Regions from separate parts of the Mus musculus genome. Here all the other regions are linked to region 3. The links are chromatin contacts, called in public HiCAR-type and HiChIP or PLAC-seq maps. All regions are on one chromosome and are shown on one strand. The core of a region is the stretch at or near the end of the contact, and the rest is flanking DNA. Distances in the headings are between cores, read along the strand shown.

Region 1 (2,700 bases), core at 184-2,683, 330 kb before region 3:
TACAGTTCATGGTAGCTAAGAACTTGGACTTGTCTCTGAGGAGGTAAAGGAAAAGGTGGGTGTTGGGAGAGATCTTTTGTTGTGGTTGCTAAAGAGCTTCATTTTACAGCCAGGCCCAACTGTTATGGCTTGTGAAGTATTAAACTAAAATTCCAAGTGCTCTCCCTTGTCAGTTATCAGTTACTGCTGGGGCTTTGCCAAAGTTCTTACTATGTTTGCTTGGAACCAGTGGTGACTACTGAGAGAGTTCACAGGTCATCGGTGTACCGAAAAATCAAGGGCTATCTTATGCTTTTTAGGGTCACCTGACAGCGTGGAAATGTTTTCACTATCTGTTTCTCACTTATCTACCTAAAAAAAAATATACTTTTTCTCAAGTTATTGGTTCTTATTATTCAGATTCTGAATCTCATAATTGAACTCTACATCCCAAGAAAGAATGTGCAGAGGTTAAGAAACAACTCTCAGAAGAAGAGGCCCTTCAGTTCCTCCCCTGTGAACGATGGGCACCGAACCCTGGCCGTCAGGCTTTCGTGCTGACTGCTTTTGCCTGCTAAGCCATCTCACTGGCCAGCAAGTAAACTTTTTTTTAGACTAGGAAATATCTAAATGAAGCGGAGGGGCTGTAGAGAGGGCTCGGCTGCTCTTCCAGAGGACCAGAGTTCAATTCCCAGCTCCTACAGGGTGGCTCACAGCTGTTTGTAACTCCAGTTCCAGGAGACTCCAATGTCCTCTTCTAGCCCTGATGATCTCTACATACACGTGATGCACAAATATACATGTAAGCAAAATATGTATAAGAATTAGAACAAGAACAATGTGTGATATGTATATTAAACATGAAAAATATTGGGATCTCTGGTGAAATATGGGATTTGTAGGTCTGTCTCATCATGCAGGTGGTGAAGTTCAGCCATGGAAAAGGACCCGGGGAAAGTAATTTTGGCTGTTTGGTTTTAGCCTACTTTGCAGTCAGATCAGTAATTTGTAGTTAGTTTATTCTCCATGTCTTGTTTGATGACCCTAAATCCCCAAGACTCTAGAGTAAGAGATGTCTCTGAGCTAAGGGGGAACTGTTTATATGGGTACGTGTGCCACAACACTTCATTGTGGTCATTGAGTTATGTGGTCTTGGGCCTAAGAGAATTAGGGAAGAGGATGAGCAAAAGAAGTGATCCTGACAGAGTCGTTCGTCCCTAGCAGTCATTTCTACAAGAGAAGTGAAGCCTATTCCAGCCAGCTGCTTAATATCTAAGGATTCTGGCTTGCCAAGAGGAGCTGGGAAAGCAAAGACTCACCAAGGGAAAATGCTGTCTGGGAGACTCCTTTCCTTCCCTGGATTCTTTGAAGTCTTTTTGGCAGAGGAGAGAGAAAAACAAAAGATCTCCACCTAAGAGAGAAGCCAAGGGGCCTTGGACTCCAGCCTGGAAAGGGACTGTGCTGATTGCCCCAATTAAAATGCAGCAAGGCTGTGGGCACAGTGCAGTTAGGGACAAAGAGACAGTCCCTAATGCTAGATCTTTTATTTTTAAGACATTGAAATGGAAAGACCCCCCCCCCCCCTGGGGAATTTAGAGGAGCCAGGGAGTTGTTAGCTCACCTTGACTACCCAGTCACTTATTTTATCGTGCACCGAGGCATGCCAACAGTGACTGATATGGACACTGCTCCCGAAATGCTTAAATCCATCCATGGAAGGAGCTCCTCTTCGAGTTTAAACTAGGGCAGGCGCTGAAGGGAATAAAACCCCCTTGTGGCTGGCCCAGGGAAAGGAAACACATTATTTCCTCTAGAGAAACAAGTGCATGGCCCTAGGCTGTGTTCCCAATGCTGTATTAAACAAATACAAATGGGGGAAAGCCCTTGTATTATCATACATAGATGAAAGAGAGAGGGCATCTAACTCTTGGGATGTGAGGTCTGAGGATAGTAGAAGAGAGGGACTGACAAGAGGATTCCCCTGGACTCGCCCCATGACAACCCCTGAGATGTGCTGGAGGACAGATAAAGGGTCCATCTCTGACTTGATGAGACTATTTGGAGTTGGGCCCTCTTGATAAATGTTTGATATCAGAACTTGTAGATGCCAAAAACTTAAAGACTTCTTTGTCATGGAACACTGTTCACACCCCAGTTTCTATATGTGCTGTGCTGTAGACTTGTAGGCTGTTATATGTGCTGTAGAGATGGCTTAGCAGCTAAGAACACTGGCCGCTCTTCCAGAGGACCAGGGTTCAGTTCCTAGCACCCACATAGTGGCTTACAACTATCTGCATCTCTAGTTGCAGAGTGTCTAATGTCCTTTTCTGACATGGGCACTAGGGACACGTACATACTTATAGACATATATGCATGAAGTAAAATCAAGTAGAATAAAATTTAAAAAGAATATAACTGAAAACTTGTTTGCTGAGTCCTAAGCTTGCTGCTCAGACATTCTGCTACAACATGAACAGAGCCAAGAGGTAAAACAAACAAGCAAAGAAACTTCTAGACAGTCCATTTAAACTTGAGTCTTTTCATTGTTTCCTTAAGGGGAAAGTTTTTGAGAATAAAGCAAAAATGAGCTGTTGTTTCGTTTGCACTGAGCTCATTAGCCCTAGGGTTCCCAACTTTTTGTAGCTACCAAAACTTTGACTTGACTTAATAAGGTTTCATTTGGCCTTAAAATTCCACGCAAAGAATGTGGCAGTCAGCTTA
Region 2 (2,700 bases), core at 31-2,530, 450 kb before region 3:
GTAGAGATCAATTGAGAACGAACCCTGACATTAACCTCCATCCTATACACCTTTATGCGCATGGTGCACGCACACACACACACTGAGGGGGTGTTGGGGGGCATGGGGGAAACTGTTCCCCATGCCCTCTGATGCAAACGTACAGCAGCTAATTTTTTAACATCTTCCTAAAAATAATGACTGCCAAAAAAGATAGAAAACAAGTGTTCAGAGAAGTCAAGACACTGAGACAGGAAAGACTTTCCCCCCTAACCCCCTGCTGAGTTCTGTATGCAGTGCTGGAAAATAAATCTTAGAAGGATTCAATTTGATTAAGAAGACTGAAAAGCATCAAGATGCTGCCCTGCCACTCAAAGGGATTGTGCGTGCATCGGTACTTACTACATAACTATTGCAATCCCTGAAGTGCCTTGGCTCTCACCTCTGTGGCCACACAAACCATCTAATCCCTTTTCTGGTCAAGGAAAAAGAGAGCATTGCAATATTTCACTAGAGAAGAATGAGGACCAGTGTTTGAAGGGTTTGGGAGAGCTGTTAGAACATTTATTGAGTGGCTAATATATATGGAAGCCTTAGTGAAAACAATCACAGGAGCTGAACTAATCTCCACTGGTAGGAATTTCTTCCCTTTTGTTTTATTAGGGAAATGACAAGCGGCATTGTCTTGTACTGCTGGCTCTGTAAACTTCACGTATTGCTTCACCTAAGCTTTTTTTTTTTAAGACTTAAGTATTTTTTTTAACTAAATATTTAAAATTTTCAGTTCAGGTATAGCTTATTTCTCAGCGTTCATATCATGTCCAGTTCAAGTTCTCAAAATAATTAAAAAGAAATACTTAGCAACCTTGCAAGTTCTTAACCGTTTGATATCTGTTCCTTGATAATTATTCTGGTTCAAACGCAAGAGTCCAGTGAATCATTTTCTTGAAACTCCTTATGCCCTCAGCCACCTGCGGCTTCTAACCTGACTTTATGCTAAACTGCATCTCCCAAGAGCATCGGCCGAGAAAAATCTAGTGCGGTGCATGGTGGGAGTTGTAGTCCTGGATGAGGGTTCCCCCGCCTTCGAGCCGCTGATTCAGGCGCTACCAATTAGCTGGGGCCATGTCGGTGAGGCCGTGGTCCAACCGGGAAAGCTGGTATGACAACTGTACACAATGATTGGCTAAAAGATGACATAGGGGGCGTGACTATGTGTGGGGTGGGGCGATCACGGCCATTGGCCAAGGAGGACGGAGCGGCGGGCGCGGATTGGCTGCGCTCTGGGCCAGGGAGGCCTGGGAAGGGGCGAAGAAGGAACCTGAGCAGGAAGAGCGGCTGCGAGGCGGCGGCACAGAGGCAGCGGCTGAGTTGGTCGCGGCGACGGCGACGGCGACGGCGAGGGCTCTCGACCTTCGAGAGCAGGATGCAGGTCCGCGTCAGGCTGTCGTTGCTGCTGCTCTGCGCGGTGCTCCTGGGCTCGGCAGCCGCGACCTCGGGTCAGTATCGAGCCTCGGGCAGCAGGCCCCGAGCCACCGCCCCCCGACCGCGGTGGAGACAGGGCCACGGGGCTCAGCGGTCTCGGGCACTGCTCGCCCTGACTGTCACTCGCTCTTGCCTTGGGCATCGGTTAGCCTGGGCCGAAGAGGGTGCTTAGGAAACTGGACATAAGGAAGGGCTGGTCACCCTGCCCACACCTCTCCCACGCAGCAAACTTTAGGTGACTTCTGACGAATTAGGAATTGCCCAATTAGGAGGGGATTCCTGACGGCTGGCTTAGACCCTCAGAGATTCCTCTACCTTCACGTAGGTGATGTGTGCACAGGCTCTGGGACACGCTGGGGTTTGCAGTTGACATACCTGGAGCTGTCACTTTTGTGCAGAGCAGGGTTCATCCGGACTAGGATGTTGACAGTGGAGGAATTGCTCAACACCTGATCTGTTAGTCTGGTTTTTAAAAGAAAAAACTCTGATATAATTGTAGTCACTTGTCCCCCGCGTCCTGGGAAAAATGTGACCTCTGCCACGGTGTCCATGGTCTTTGAGTTTGTAGATAGTCATTTTATTTATGGGTTTTGAGACAGACTTAGTTCTTTCAAAATTAATAGAAAATAATGTTGCCCTTTTCTGTAGGTACAAAAAGCCGTGTGCTTTTAAATTGATTTTTCGACTAGCTGACTTACATTACCTCTTTGCAAAGGATTTTCTTTTTTAATGTTTTGATCTGCCTATATCAGAAAACTTACTGTCTTAGAAATGTTTCTCTTAAACGTACTTAGGATGTTTTAGAGTGAATAAACATTGACTCCTGGAAGACTTTGAGATTTTTAATCAGTTTCGCTTAACAAGACAGCTGTTGGGTGGCTTTATACTTTTTTCTGGAACACTGCAAAATGTAAATGTCATCTTTAAAAAAAAACAAAAAAAAACCCGAATTTCCCCAGATGGTTATTTGAATCCCCAGATCCTCCGTTCTAGTTGTAAATGAAAGCCATAATGTCATCCTACTTCTAAAATCGAGTTAGACCAAAATGCTGTCTCCGGTGTGTTTGGAGACACCCTTTCAAATGTGGCAAGCATATGGTAACCACTTTACTGCCAGCATTATGCTTGAGGTTGATCCTGCTTCATTTGAAATGACAGTTTGTGTTGAAGAGCAGTTCTTTAAAGACTACAATACTTGACTCTGGCAGAAATTCTAGCGGGTATTGTTCAAAAGAA
Region 3 (2,700 bases), core at 149-2,648:
ATGTTAGCAACATATCAAACAGCCAGCCCAGGATGTTTAGCATCCTGATGGATGCTGCAAAGTGAGGCTAACTCAAGGATTTGCGTTATAAACCAGAGGTCTCTTCAAAAACTCTAAATGAGGATGGGGTGGAGATGGCAGAACACTGTCTTGACATGACATGGCTGTGAGCCAATAGAAGCTGTGATTGCCTGCCCATGACCTGAGTACGTTTAAACCCTTTAGCATACTGCCATAAAGTGGGTAAGGGCTCAGAAGGCCCCCACCCCTACCTGAAGATTTAACAGATGTTGATGTTTCCTTGGTTCCTTGGGAGGGAGAGACATTTTCTTTATGTGGTTTCACCACTGGTAACTGCTCAGGCTCCTATAACCCCCTCATGTATGCTCCTGTAAGCAATCTAGTTAAACCCCTTTGGGACACACACATTCAGGAGACTAGTTCAGAATAAAGGAGAGATCAGATGGAATGGGAGGGGAACCCTCCCCCTTTTTTGAAACCCTTCTTGGTTCTGACAAGTCCAAGGATTCATTTCTAATAGGCTCCCGATTATGTTTTGTTTTGTTTTGTTTTGTTTCCTTCTTATAGACAGAGTCTGTCTACATAGCCCTGGCTACCTTGGAACTCACTATGCTGACCAAGCTGGACTGGAACTCACAGAAATTCACAGAAAGTCTCTTGACTGCTGGGATTAAAGTCGAGAGCCACTATGCCGTCTCTGATCAAGCTTTTAACAATTATTTGATAAGTCAAATGGCCAAGGTAATTTCTCATCTAGGGATACTTACAGGGGAATTTGGGAAGAGAAGCAATTGTATTTTCTAAGATAAGTTTTAAAAGTTAATTCTTAAGGTTGTGTGTGTGTCTAACTATTACTTGATGTGAAACTAGAATCCAGCGGGCACTAGGAGTTGGCACAATGTAGACAGACTACTTGTAACTTTTTATTAAGCACAACTCCCAGGTATCTTGAACCAAAGTTTTATTAGGGATTCTGTCCCCCGTGTCAGCAGCATAGCTGACCTTCCCGAGCATGGGGGATTGAATTTGTACAGGGACTGACCAGATATCCGCGCACACCCCAACACACACCACGAATTTCTCGGGGGGGGGGGGTCTTGGCCTTGGCTACTCACAGAGTCTGGGTGCTGGGCGGCAGGCTGGGGATTCGGTGGAGCTCCTTGCAGGTGACTCTGAAGTCGTCCTCCTGGTGACACTCACAGGGTGGAGACGCACACTCTTTGCCCCGCAGGCTCCTGGACAGGGCGAGCAGCAGAACAAGCAGCAGCAGGGACCCTGGCCTCATTTTCCAAGGGACCCTCTGGGCTACTTCATCGTTGCGCGCTGTCGCCACATTCTCAGTGCCCTGCGTCTGACGCTGGAAGAGACCCGGGTGCAGGAGGGGAAGGGAGGGAGGAGGAGGGCTCCGAGGGGCTGTGACCTCATCGCTGGAGAGCACGCTGGAGAGGGGGAAGGAGAGGCTCTCAAGTGCTCCGCTTGCCTAGGCAACTCTCCATCCAAACAAGCCTGCTTGCGGCACTTCATCAGCCTCGCAGCGCCTTCTGTTCCGAGACACCCAACCTCGGTCCCTGTGTCGTTCCCTCCCTGTCACCTATTAGTTCTTTCTTAAGTCTAGACACGCTTTCGTCTCTCCTGGTCTCCGAACTCCTGAAGCTACATTTCCCGACTGAGCAGCCTTTAAGAGCTGTGCCGACCGGGGACCCACCCAAATGGGCTCCGTCTAATGTCTCCACGGAGGGGACTGTTGTGGGACTCTCTAGTGTCCCGTGGAACTTCGGCTTCTCCAGGTTAAAAGTCTCCGGAGCAGTCAGCACAACCCGTGACAGCTTAGAGTGCAGCTGAAGGGGGACGAGTCACTCCGGGCGAGACAATCCTCCATGCTGTCTAGCTGGAACAGCCACGGTCCAGCTTGGAGGCGCCACTAAACGTCTGGAGATGCTGCTCTCACCAAACCCAGCAGCTCCGTGAAGTCAGGCGCTGGGCTCTGGGGCCATCTGCTGTAGATAACTGGGAACTGCGCACACAGGTTCCCTTGCCTGCACGGTAACAGTCTGGTTTTACGAATCTGCTTAGAATCCTAGACACTTTTCATTCTCATCCACCCTCTCCAGAAATCCAGAATGAAGAGAACACTTAAGTGCCACCTTGCTCTTCTCACACCCACCAAGAATATTAGCTACAAATGTAAACTAGATTGTGTCAATTTTCTTCTTGGAAGTATAACTGCTTGCTCGTTCCTCTAGGAGCAAAAGGAATACTAACTCCTCACATGCCACACGGCTTCTTTTACAGGTAACTCCAGAGCAGGAGGGAAAGGTGTGGTGGTGGAAATCAGAAGAAACATGAAGAGAGAAGGCTCTAAAAATACAGGATGGAGGTTAAGGGCAGGTAAATATTAAGATTTATTGAACTGTACCTTTAAGATATACACATCCCCATGTTTATAGAAACTTTATTGTCACCCCAAAGTGTAAACAACCCCACGTGTCCTTCAAGAAAACTGTGAATGCACAAACAATATTTCATAGAAAATGAATCGAGCTCTAGTTTACATGACATGTACAAATCTAGAACACGACTGGCAAGCACAAGGAACTAAATTCACAGCATTATGTACTTATGTGTGATCATTCCTATACATGACATTATGTGGTATTTTCGGTGGAAGTAAAGCCAGGG

What was found. HiChIP or PLAC-seq counts read pairs in DNA pulled down with a chosen protein or histone mark. HiCAR-type assays count read pairs that join an accessible place to other places.
Region 1: a HiCAR-type map of astrocytes shows a contact between it and region 3, with 2.3 times the contacts expected there. The contact joins the enhancer-like site here to the promoter of Tshr in region 3. A contact is called at or near these places in 3 of 39 promoter capture datasets (cranial neural crest, pre-B cells and stem cell-derived epiblast-like cells), 1 of 484 Hi-C or Micro-C datasets (stem cell-derived neural progenitor cells) and 2 of 115 datasets of contacts at active chromatin or transcription factors (astrocytes and embryonic basal ganglia).
Region 2: a CTCF HiChIP or PLAC-seq map of embryonic stem cells shows a contact between it and region 3, with 10 times the contacts expected there. The contact joins the promoter of Sel1l here to the promoter of Tshr in region 3. A contact is called at or near these places in 3 of 39 promoter capture datasets (the 3T3-L1 cell line, hematopoietic stem and progenitor cells and liver), 1 of 15 datasets of contacts at CTCF or cohesin (embryonic stem cells), 1 of 484 Hi-C or Micro-C datasets (embryonic stem cells), 3 of 115 datasets of contacts at active chromatin or transcription factors (astrocytes, bone marrow-derived macrophages and embryonic stem cells) and 2 of 9 other capture datasets (adipose tissue and liver).

What each region holds. Positions count from the first base shown.
Region 1 is chr12:91,731,939-91,734,638 of GRCm38.p6, reverse strand. The region is part of intron 3 of Ston2 (stonin 2); the gene reads left to right. Among named protein-coding and RNA genes, the nearest start is that of Gm34718, 24 kb to the left of the region's middle. Within about 2 kb of position 1,433, at least 109 of the 459 cell types and tissues checked have an H3K27ac peak or open chromatin away from gene starts, as enhancers often do. A contact at or near this core is called in astrocytes, where this site is marked.
Region 2 is chr12:91,847,737-91,850,436 of GRCm38.p6, reverse strand. Sel1l (sel-1 suppressor of lin-12-like (C. elegans)) reads left to right here and starts at 1,280. Exons shown (of 21, transcript NM_001039089.1): 1 at 1,280-1,478. The coding sequence starts at 1,406.
Region 3 is chr12:91,399,691-91,402,390 of GRCm38.p6, reverse strand. It overlaps Tshr (thyroid stimulating hormone receptor), which reads right to left and starts at 1,398. Exons shown (of 10, transcript NM_011648.5): 1 at 1,137-1,398. The coding sequence starts at 1,306.